Regions from separate parts of the Mus musculus genome. Here regions 1, 2 and 4 are each linked to region 3. Evidence: chromatin contacts called from public Hi-C and HiChIP or PLAC-seq data. All regions are on one chromosome and are shown on one strand. Each heading gives the region's core, a stretch centred on a gene start, on an enhancer-like site or on the middle of the called end of the contact. The rest is flanking DNA. Distances are from core to core; before and after follow the strand shown. Region 1 holds the start of Patj (PATJ, crumbs cell polarity complex component). Region 2 overlaps Gm12695 (predicted gene 12695). Region 3 has its middle 82 kb from the start of Gm38709. Region 4 has its middle 20 kb from the start of Gm34053.

What was found. A called contact is a pair of places that touch in the nucleus more often than the background predicts. HiChIP or PLAC-seq counts read pairs in DNA pulled down with a chosen protein or histone mark.
Region 1: an H3K4me3 HiChIP or PLAC-seq map of embryonic forebrain shows a contact between it and region 3, with 4 times the contacts expected there. The contact joins the promoter of Patj here to the enhancer-like site in region 3. A contact is called at or near these places in 7 of 39 promoter capture datasets (the C10 cell line, cranial neural crest, hematopoietic stem and progenitor cells and 4 more), 10 of 115 datasets of contacts at active chromatin or transcription factors (astrocytes, bone marrow-derived dendritic cells, bone marrow-derived macrophages and 7 more) and 1 of 9 other capture datasets (adipose tissue).
Region 2: a contact with region 3 is called in a Hi-C map of uterus, with 2.9 times the contacts expected there. The contact joins two enhancer-like sites. A contact is called at or near these places in 3 of 484 Hi-C or Micro-C datasets (all in uterus) and 2 of 115 datasets of contacts at active chromatin or transcription factors (fibro-adipogenic progenitors and stem cell-derived neural progenitor cells).
Region 4: a Hi-C map of uterus shows a contact between it and region 3, with 4 times the contacts expected there. The contact joins two enhancer-like sites. A contact is called at or near these places in 2 of 39 promoter capture datasets (liver and maxillary cranial neural crest) and 2 of 484 Hi-C or Micro-C datasets (both in uterus).

What each region holds. Positions count from the first base shown.
Region 1 is chr4:98,394,510-98,397,209 of GRCm38.p6, reverse strand. Patj (PATJ, crumbs cell polarity complex component) reads right to left here and starts at 1,384. Exons shown (of 44, transcript NM_172696.2): 1 at 1,286-1,384.
Region 2 is chr4:96,724,463-96,727,162 of GRCm38.p6, reverse strand. The region is part of intron 11 of Gm12695 (predicted gene 12695); the gene reads left to right. Among named protein-coding and RNA genes, the nearest start is that of Gm12695, 61 kb to the left of the region's middle. Within about 2 kb of position 1,317, at least 31 of the 459 cell types and tissues checked have an H3K27ac peak or open chromatin away from gene starts, as enhancers often do. A contact at or near this core is called in fibro-adipogenic progenitors and uterus, where this site is marked.
Region 3 is chr4:97,694,490-97,697,189 of GRCm38.p6, reverse strand. It overlaps a transcript of Nfia not described here. Among named protein-coding and RNA genes, the nearest start is that of Gm38709, 82 kb to the left of the region's middle. Within about 2 kb of position 1,364, at least 36 of the 459 cell types and tissues checked have an H3K27ac peak or open chromatin away from gene starts, as enhancers often do. A contact at or near this core is called in adipose tissue, fibro-adipogenic progenitors and uterus, where this site is marked.
Region 4 is chr4:96,805,521-96,808,220 of GRCm38.p6, reverse strand. No RefSeq gene overlaps it. Among named protein-coding and RNA genes, the nearest start is that of Gm34053, 20 kb to the right of the region's middle. Within about 2 kb of position 1,265, at least 3 of the 459 cell types and tissues checked have an H3K27ac peak or open chromatin away from gene starts, as enhancers often do. A contact at or near this core is called in uterus, where this site is marked.

The sequences.
Region 1 (2,700 bases), core at 135-2,634, 700 kb before region 3:
TTTGGTCATTTCCACGTGCACACACATACACCCTGTTCCCCCTCTCTCATCCCCCTCCTTTTCCCACCTTCACCTAAGTTCACCTCCAGTTTTCCTGTCAACTGCTTTGCTATATTCCTTTTTCGAAAATTCCCTTGTTTTCCCTACAATGAATTTATGTTAGCTCCATACAAGCTCAATGGCTGCGGGTAGAACCAAGGGACGGGACACATCTAGTCAGTATGTGTGTGGTGCTAGATTAGATCCCCCTCCCCACCAGCCAATAATAATCAGTAAGTAGAGTTCATGAAGATGAAGTTCAATTCGAGTGACAACTTCATACAACTCAATTTTAAATCAAATCATTATTCTGATGACAAGTCCACTATATGCCACCAATAATAGCATCTAAATTAGGATGAATCCTTCCACATCCGCATTTATTAACGTTCAAAGTATCTTAAAATTTCATTAAACCTTATAAAGGCCGTTAGAGCCCTAAAATAGCAGGTCACAACTTCACCTCCCATTTTCTAACTCTGCAAAATAAATAGATTCCAGTTTTTATCCCACCTCTCCCTACCTCTCCCTAGAAATAAATGGTGGATTGGAAGCCAGGGGAAGGCTCGCAGACCTGGAATGTGGTCTAGCTGTCTCAAAGGAACTGAGATTATGCTAGATACCCGTAAGCTTCTTCATTGAAGACACAATCGTCGGACACGACGATGAGACCACAGGTTAGATGCAGGTTAAAGACAATCTAGAGAAATCAGGCCCAGCAAGGTGGGGCCTCTGGACCGCCGAGACAAACAAGTTCAAGAGGAATTCGAAGCAGAAGTGGAAAGAGTCCACAGGAGGCAAAGTACAAGGGAACAACAGTCCAGGGAAGATTCCAAGGAGGGGTGGGGCATTCGAAAGGTGGGAAAGATGTGCGTTCCAGAACTTGATTCCCAGCAGGAATCCATTAACTTTCCCAAAGACTTAAGAGCCACCTCCCCAGCTCAGCAGAGAGAGGCCGGAGGGACGCGAGGCCCACTCGAGGCCAGGTCGGTTCCTCTGCTCCCTCCCCTCCCTCCCACCGACCGCGGGGAGGCTCCGCCCCGCTGCGGGAGGCCGCGGGCCGCTAGATCCGCGAGCACGCGCGATCGCTGCGCTCGCAGGCCGGCCAGCCGGGCCTGGAAGTCCGCGCCTGGCTGGCTGGGTGGGTAGCAGGCCGCCGCTAGGCCTGCGAGCTGCCCAGGGCACTGCCCGTGGGCTCGGGACGCGGCTCCCGCGCGATCCCTGCTCGGTGCGCCGCGAGCGTTACCTGATCGGGCGACGGCGGGGTGGGAGCCCCGGGGCTGCGGGCACGGACGGCCTCCTCACCTGGCGGAAGTACAGCTGCTGCCCTCACCTGGACGGAAGTGCGGCCGCCTCCTCACCTGGGCCGCTCTCCACCTCGCCGGAGGCTGGGCGGGGCGGGGCGAACGGGGCTCGAGCCCCCGGGCGTCTGCGCGCCTGTGAAGGGTCCGGGGGACGAGTGGGGCGACCAGCCCTGGAGAGGAGGCCGGAGGCCTTTGCGTCCAGGTACAGAGTTGTGGGCCACCAGCGCTGACCCAAAACCGAGACCCCAAACAAACGACAAGTCCACTTAGCCCCTAGCCCGAGGCCCCTCTGATCCAGCCTTCTTGTGTCCCTTTTGTTTGCCAGATTTGCTGACTCAATGTAAAAGATCGTAAATGTCAATCTGTGTCCCAGTCATCCTAAGGGTAATTATGAGTGTCTTTCTTATTTAGAATTTTGATGATAAGCATTTACATTATTTAATATAGGCTACTCAAAGGCTAAAGAGAATCAATCATCAGATATCTTACTGAATAAATGTGCTATTAGGCACTGTGATTGACAGGGATGAGAGATAAAATGGTATCCTCAAAAGATGAATATAATACAAGCAACAGCAACACTAGGGCATTTGCTGGTTATGCGTTTGATACTTCATGGCTGTGTGATAATTTCAGGGAAATAACATTTGTTAGGCCTTGTAAGAAGGTATGTAATTTCCCCGCTAATGTAAGGAATAAAGAGAAGATATGCATTTTCATCTGTCCTGTTCAACATACTATTGGAAACTTATGCCAAAGCAAACAGCGGTCATGGCTGGGTGGTGGTGCACACCTCTAATCCCTATATGCTCTGGGGTTTCAAGTAGTATTGTGAATCCCTGTCTCAAAAAAAAAAAAAAAAAAAAAAAAAAAAAACACACTAAGAATAGAAATAAAGGGCACACTAATAGAAAAGAAGCAAGTAAAATGGCATTTGTGGATGTCAGTATTAAAGGTAGAAAATCAATGATGACTGGACAAGATGACTCAGTGGGTAAAGGAAGGTGCTGCCCAAGTCTGTTCGCCTGTGTTCAAGTTCTATCCCAGGAAGCCATATAGTGAAAAAACCACACCTACTACAGCAAGTTGTTCTTTGAGCTCCATATTCCCCCAGCACCCCCCCCCATGCCCTCTCACACACACAAATGTAAAAAAATAAATAAAACAAAAAAACCACATACAAGAGAGTTGCTGTGAGTTCAAAATCAGCCTAAGGTACAGAGTGAATTCAGGCCAGCCTGGACTACTGAAGTAGATATCAGGACGTACCTTGTCTCAAAAATAAATACACAGTACATGAATAAAATTTTAAAATCGGTAGCTTTTCATAACAAACAATGGGGCTTGGTAAAAAATG
Region 2 (2,700 bases), core at 68-2,567, 970 kb after region 3:
GAAATTTAGAAAGACCTGAAATTATTAATTTAAGCTATCTGAATAATAAAATATTCACTAAAACGGTATTAATGACTCCAGAGCTGGGTTAGAGGCTAGACCAGGAAGAAATCCAGAAAGACTGAGCTTCTACCCTCAAGGATAGACTTCTAAGCAAACCACAGAATAGCAGTAGTTAACAGCATTACAGAGGAAGGGTAAAGAGGTGATACGTAATAAAGTTTTATGATCGAAGGAAGAATTGAAAATTAAGTAGTCCAAAGGAAAGACATAAGGTGCTTAGTTACTATTAAATATGAGAAAGGAGTTCTAATGGACCATGTCTTTAAAAAAAATCTAGAAAGAATGAATTCTGGATAATTTTATTAAGAGAAATGGTAAATATTTGAGATGATATTAAATTATACAGAGTTTATTTTTATTGGAATATCACATGGTACTACATAAAATGTATCAATTAAAATTTGTAATATAAAACGAAACAAACATGAGAGAAGGCTTAGCGTGTAATGAGCTGAAGTACCAGAGACTGTATTGGGAGACAGAGCTGGAATTGAAGCATGATATGAAGAATGCTTTGGTGGCTTCATCAAGCCATTCTAAGTTGAAGCCATCTTCTCCAAATGTTAGGAATTGAGCTGACTCTTGACAGGGAAAAGGATAAACAGGACAGGCACAGAAGTATACATTTGGTCATTAGACACATGGTGAAGTTGAGCCTTAACTGTGATCCTGGGAGTTAGCATAAGGCATCCTTCTCTACCAAAATCCACAAAATAAGTACAAGCAGGAAGGTCATCATGAAAGCTGAGATAAATCATGTAGGGAAGATTTCTATGGTGAAGAAGAGAGATTAAAAGGTTATTGAAGTAACCCTGAGCCTCCATATACCAAGTGAAAGGAAAACCATTCCTAAATAACATGTTAAGTCATCATAATGTATCCTGGATCTTAAACCTAGTTGCTAAGAAACTCCCCAAAGATTTGGACCTTTCTAATAGGAATAAAACAGTCTGAGAAAACATGTAGTTTTTGTTGAATTTGGGGACAGATTCTGATGGCTTTGAGATGCCTTTTTTTTCATGCCCCCTTCACTGTTTATGCCTGTTTTCTCCGTTTCTATGAAGTTTGCTAGTTGCTCAACAGCCAAAGAATATATCAGCCAGATCTGGGAACATCTACAACTGTCTAATGGGAAAGAGGATTAGCTAAGGTCACGCTGTTTGTTCATTAGCCACAGTATTTCACAGACCATGAAGGCCTTTTCTAGATGTAGAGCTGACAACACCTGCTCTGCCCACAGATGACTCACTGTTCTTTATTATGTGCAAGGAGCTAAGTAGGCCAGTGCATTCCCTATCCAGGCTCCAGCAGACCATCCATCATCAAATCAGTGTTTCTGGGAACTTACTGGGCTTATTCTCTAATGGGGATTGTGAAGAAAATAGCCTTAAAGAGAAGGAACAAGGAATGACAAGTATTCTAAAGAAAGAAAGTGTCTGAAACAAATGGCTGAGTAAATGATATACCAAGAATTCACCCAAAGAGCCAAAGTCTAAACAGAAAATATAAAGTCCAAAGAGGCAGAATGCCTTAAAAGACACGGGCTTAAACATTGTATTCTTTTCATTTCTAAATTTGCACATTGGCAAGACTGACGGCTTAGTACCCTTCTTTGCAGAGGAAGAACTCAAACTCAAAATGATGAGGTTCGCAGGAATTAGATCCATGATTCAAACCTAGATCTCCCAGACTTCTCACTATATCTGCTACTAGAAGGAGAATGAGGTTTTGCTTACTTTAGATCAGAAGATATTGATTCTACTCCAGAGTCTTATCAGTTAGGTTTTCATACTATTAAAGCTGTTCAGAATGACCTTCTGAAGAACAGTGCCTCTCACAATGACCTGCATCTTCCTAAATCAATTAACAATCCAGACAATCTCCAAAGAAAGGCCTAAGGGCCAACATGATCTGGATAATTCCTAACTGTGACTCTTCCAACGAGATCCTAGGATGTGTCTAGGTGGAAGTTAAATAATAAGGACACGTGGGATGTAAATTACATCTTTTAAAAATGTCGGGACACTCTTTTGGCTGTTTATGACATAGATCTTCACAGTTCAAAGAACGAAATTAGCAGACTCTATGACTCACATTTAAACTCTTACCCTCATTTTATAATATGATATAGTAGTTAACTTTATAGTTAACTATTTAATTTAAATAATTTAAGCAAGTGATTGAACCACTCTAGAACTCAGTTTCTCCCTATGTGAAGTGGGTAATGATAAGAAGCAAATGAATATTGTACAATGCTTGGGATGGAGTGTGAGGCATAGGCTATATTTGTAGGTAAATAGTTGTTATTGTAAAGATTGTTTCATTTCAGTTAATCTTTTGCATAACTTAACTTCTCCATGGGTTGGAGAACTTCTATAGGCAAGAGATTGTTCCTCTGTGTTCCCAAGTACAGCATCTAACATGTCTAAGCTCAAATTTCAGGCTTATAAAGCAGTTAGTGATCATTAGTGATGCTGCAATCTACACTTATAGTTCTCCCTCCAGCTATTTTAACACCTAACCTCCATGTAGAAAGCATGCTGACATTGTTATCATTGAGACAGATGACATGAGGATGACAGAATGCTTGCTGTGGATCCACAGATATATCACACAGGTTAGTTGAAGACAGTCACA
Region 3 (2,700 bases), core at 115-2,614:
TGGGAAGACCTTCATCCCAGACACCCAGGTGGTCCATGCTGTGGGGTTGGTCCCGGGTGGGAGGCTAGAGGCACATGGTTTTAGCATAAGTGGAAGGCCCAGTCAGAATGATTTGTTCAAAGTGATCACTGTTTAATGGAACAATGTTAACTCCCTTAACCATAGTGTCTCTTTTTATGACTTAATGTTACACTTATTTATTATGCACGTGTGTGGGAGGGGTGGCTGTGAATGTGGTATGTGTATGTGTGTGTATGTCAGAGTACAACTTTCTTACAAGCTCAGATGTGGAGAGAGACCTGCTTTCAATTAGATTTATCCCCCGCCCCCCCAAAAAAACGTGTGGGAGTGACTTCTCTCCATGTACCACATGTTTTCTAGAGATGGAACCCAGGTTGTCAGACTTGGCGGCAAGCACTTCAGCTGGCTGAGCCATCTCACTAACCCACTTTCAATGACTTTTATAACAATTTAGTGGCTTCCCTCCCAAGGACCTTCAGTTGTTTTGTACGAAATACTGGCAGCCCTGATCCCGACACTGGGATCGTACAGTGGAGTGATTGACTGAGCTGGGATACAGCATAACCCAGTCCCTCCATCTCATTTTCAGTTCTTCTTTCCTACTGAGCTTGGGATCCGAGTGTTCACTGAACTATTACCATCCTGAATGACGTCACTCATACGCATCTAAAATGTCATTCAAAAAGATGAGGGTTCTCAGCACAAGGGGGTGGGGTGGGGTGGGCGGACCTCCTGTCTCCTCTGAGACTCCCCAGCTTCACCTTCTCCAGGTCTCCCCTCGATCTAACACTGTGATACTGGACTGAATTCAATCATTTCTCATACCCCCATTACTGTCTGACCAAGATTTATGAGTAGGTAACTGTCTGTAGTAAGGCCATAGAGTATCTTTTGTGTTAGGGGCTAACCTTCTTGGTGACATTTAGAATTAAAGGGAAAGTATAAAAAAGTGTAATTTCTGTAGTACCAAACCAGGTAACATGACCGAGCCTGGCTAACAGTCCCGAGCCTCGGGTTTCCCCAGTGAGGACACTGGAAGCTTGGCACAAAGGACAAGTAATCTCAAAGGTTTGGTTCACAAATTAATTTTTTAAGGTGTCACATCCCTCTGTTGCCTCTGGGTGCCTTCTGAGTGACGTTTTCCAAACAGGAGTATGACAACAGCTCACACCTCTGAGGCCTTTATTGAATTATTTTTACACACCATTTAAAAACACTTTTTTCCCCCTTTGAGTAAATCTAATTGAAAGCAGACCTCTCCCCTCATCCGAGCGTGCAAACCGGAGATCACTGTGGGTGAGAGAATGAAATCATGGAAACTTTCCCATTTTAGTGGTGAGGTTTGGTCCCGCTCTTCCAGGGAGCACAGAGCACATGCTAACAGCCGTTCCTCACATGCACACAATAGGCAGAGACAATGCAGAGAAAGCATTGGCCAAACCTGAGCATGCAGCTTCTAGGCTGCCTGAGACATCCAGGAGGCACTTGTAGCTCTCCGTTGGGGACATCTAACACTGTGTCCCTGAGTCATCAGTCCACTTCCTAAAGCATCAGGGCTGCTGGCATGGGTCCCATGAAGTGAATCATAAAATAAGAAAGTCTAATAAATGTGAAAACATGACTTCCCTCAGCACAGGCAGCCTTGGCTTAGAAGTCAACACAGATTTATTGTACCAGACACTGTACTTGGTCCTTTAAAGAAGTCTGTAAAATGCTAAGGACTTCAGGGACTGGAATGTCTCTCTCCAGAAAGGCCAGAGTTGAGTTCTACTCAGAGAGCTGGCTTGGGTCTGGGCTTGGGTATTGATGAGACTGGCTTTGTAGCAAGAGAAACCAAACCAAGTTAAGTCATTGTGTTTAGAGGTAGACATTCAAGATCAATGACAGCCATGGAAACTGGAGCCTTATTATGCCAGGGCTCTATTTCCATTTTCTATTGGTATATTCAGAATGCCCTGGTCACCGGAAGAGGTCTCACTGTTGTTTATGAGCCCACCCAACAAGCACTGTAACGTCTCAGGAAGTATATTTTACTTGCACCAACTATTTGAATGCTGCCTTGGGAATGTGTTTATTCCAATCTGAACAGTTTCCTCAAGTCTCGTTGGCCTTCTCTCTACAATTTTAAAACGGCCCAATGTGGGCACACACTTGCATTGCACAGCAGGGATAACTATGGGTTTCTCTTGAGTTATCACTGCGGTATATTTCTAAAGTAAAGCTGACTATAGTGAGAGAAAGCAGTGTTAAGAGCCTGCACATTAAATGCCCCTCAGTGGTCCATGTATTAAAGACTTGTTCCTCCAGTGTGGCACTGAACTTGTTCCTCCAGTGTGGCACTGAACTTGTTCCTCCAGTGTGGCACTGAACTTGTTCCTCCAGTGTGGCACTGAACTTGTTCCTCCAGTGTGGCACTGCTTTGAGGCAGTGTAACTTTAAGAGGTTGAGTTTATGGGGAGATCCATAGGGCACTGGAAATGTCCCTTTAAATGGGGTACATCATCCCCTTCTATATCTTTACTTCTTTACCATGAGGTGGGCAGCTCCCAATGTGCTGTGCTGTACTTCTATAGACAAAAACAATGGGACCAATTATACACAGAAACCCCCAAAGCTATGATGTAAAGCATACCTCTTGTGTTTCTGAGTTGGTTATCTCTGGTTTTTTTTTTTTTTTTT
Region 4 (2,700 bases), core at 16-2,515, 890 kb after region 3:
CAAGGATGCACACGCACACACACACACACACACACACACACACACACACACACACACACATTGATAAAAACATGGCCTAACTCCATAGATTGTAACAATGCTCCTTTATTATTGGCATGTTTTAGTATAGTTATTCAAGAAGTAGAAATCGGAAAGATAAAAACAGAATCTCTACCTATCACTGGGGTGGGAATGGGGATTTTCACTTTGACTTTTAAAGACTCTAAACTATACTTGCTTCAAAGTGAAAAAATTTAAAAAGAAAATCAGAGAAACGCTGAATGTTAATTAGAGAAAGATACAAAGTTCAGCAAGACACTAGATCAGAAACCAAACCTAAGAAAGAGTCAAAACACAAGTCAGAGATACAAGAGGAAACCCACAGGCATCCAAAGACAGTGAAATGAAGCACATGTAAAATCATCCGTTACAGCCTAAAAATATCTCGCCTGGTTTCTACTCTATTGAGAACAAATATAACAGAGCCAAGCCAGGCCAATGATTACAGGAGAAGCAAGCACATAGGAGCACGTAAAAAGAAAGAGACGGGGCATTATATAATGAGTGGGGGAGAAGACAGAACAGCATCCAGGGAAACCATACCAAACATGGATCAGTCATTGCAATGTGTGTGGTTTTACATTTGTCCTGGGGCTTGCCCTGAGCAAGCTCGAATAGCATATTTAGCTTTCTTGCAGAGTAGAGATCATTTTCTTATTTATTCAATCCTCAGAAAGGTTAATTATGCTTATGACTGTGGTTGGAAAACAATTCTTAGAAAATGCTTGGGTAACAACAGGTTGGCAGTGTATGGAAACCATCTGCTTCCCACAAATGTTAAGGTAAACTTTCAAACTTATGGGGTTAGCAGTTACAGATTGTAGAGTAGTTTAGTGGAGTGCAAATACATGCTGTGTTGATGTTGACTTTCTGACTTTTGACATCAAGCCTAAAAGATGAACCATGTTATAAGAAGAGTGGTCTCTGGGCATATCAAAACTTTAAGTCATCTTTGCTTGCACATATTAAGGGTAACAGAACAAGAACATTACACAAGGGAATAGAGTATTTATACTGAATGTCTTCTAAGTAAATTAAGCTGCTCTGGTTTGCTCTTACCCTGACCTACTAATGGGAACAGGATCATAGAGGGAGGATTTGTTTCTTATAAAAATATTCAGTTTATTCTACAAAAGAACATAAAATGCTGCTCCCCTGACCCCATGGTGTGAGCTGCTCTCAAGGGCTGCAATTGCCTTGGTACCAGCTGCTTCGTCATAGATCTGTCCTCTCCTCCTCCCTGAACTGCAAGGATTCTTATCTCCCCACCTCCACTTGGGAGGGTGGGGAGAAATGGAAATGGCTAATGTTCTCCAGGCTTAGCAAATGCTGCAAGGGAAGCTAATCAATCACTTTAGGGTGCTTCTCAAGGAGACACATTTCTGTGAAAATCACCAGCTGAAACTTAGAGGGAGCAGTTTAAGTATAGAGAAATTCAGAATTATGAATGTCAGTGAGGAGTGGACAGAAATCATATTTGCTAATGAAAGTGAAAAATAGAATTAGTCCCTTGTATTTCCAGCTTGCATAGCAACATCTTATTTTGCATAGACTCTGGATGCTTTATGGCCTGTACATATTGAAGAATGCCTGTTAAGATATCTTTACTACATCTAGCACAAACCCAGGAACGGAGTTTATTGGGGCAGTGAGGAAAGAAAAAAAGACAGACAGAGGAACACAAAGACAAAACCTGGAGTTGGGTGCACTGGTCCCTCTGATGGAAAAACCACAGCACCCCAGCTGTTCAGTATGCTTATTATATAAGGTGTTCAGTATGTTTATTACATAAGGTGTTCAGTATACTTATTATATAAGGTGTTCAGTATGTTTATTATATAAGGTGTTCAGTATGCTGTTTATTATATAAGGGTTACTGTGTAGAGGTGAATGAGGAGGCGGGATTTAGGGTATACAGATGAACAAGGAAGCAGCGTTTATGATAAACAGCTGGATCAAGGAGAGCTATTTAGCTAGTCTTAGTACGAGCAGTCTCAGCAGGAGAGAAGTTTTCAGGTTGTAAATATTTTGGGGAAGAAAATAATGGTGTACATTTTCTTCACACATTATCAACATCCACACCTGGACCAAAAGGGAAGGCTTTGGCATTTCTGTCTGGGCATTAGGCTAGGGTCCTTGTCATGGTCAAGGCAATGTCAGCAGCACGCATACACTCCCTCTGGATGCGTTTTACATTCACATTGGTTAAAGTTTTAGGTAATCCTAGATCTGTATGTGATTAACTCTTTCTATACAGCATTCTCATCATACCTGAGTAGTTTTGATTCTTGTAGTAAAGGCTGGACATATAGGAAAACAACCATGCTACTCATCTTAGTTTATGTAGATGAAGATTATATAGGGATGGTTATAAATAATGGCTCAAAGAGGAAATTATATTCTAATTACAGTGTGATAGGTTAAAAGCCCAGAACACATAATCATAAATTTATTTGAGTAAAGACTACAGAGGAGATTCTATATACACAAAATTGTGCTGGGTACTTAAACTCTTCAAATATTAAGTTCCTATAATTTAAAACTCAAAAGATCACTGGACTATGATTCACAGAGAATTTCTATAAAGGTGAGATGGCTGTCAACCTAGAAGGCAACGTAGTATTCCTGTCTTTTGTCAAG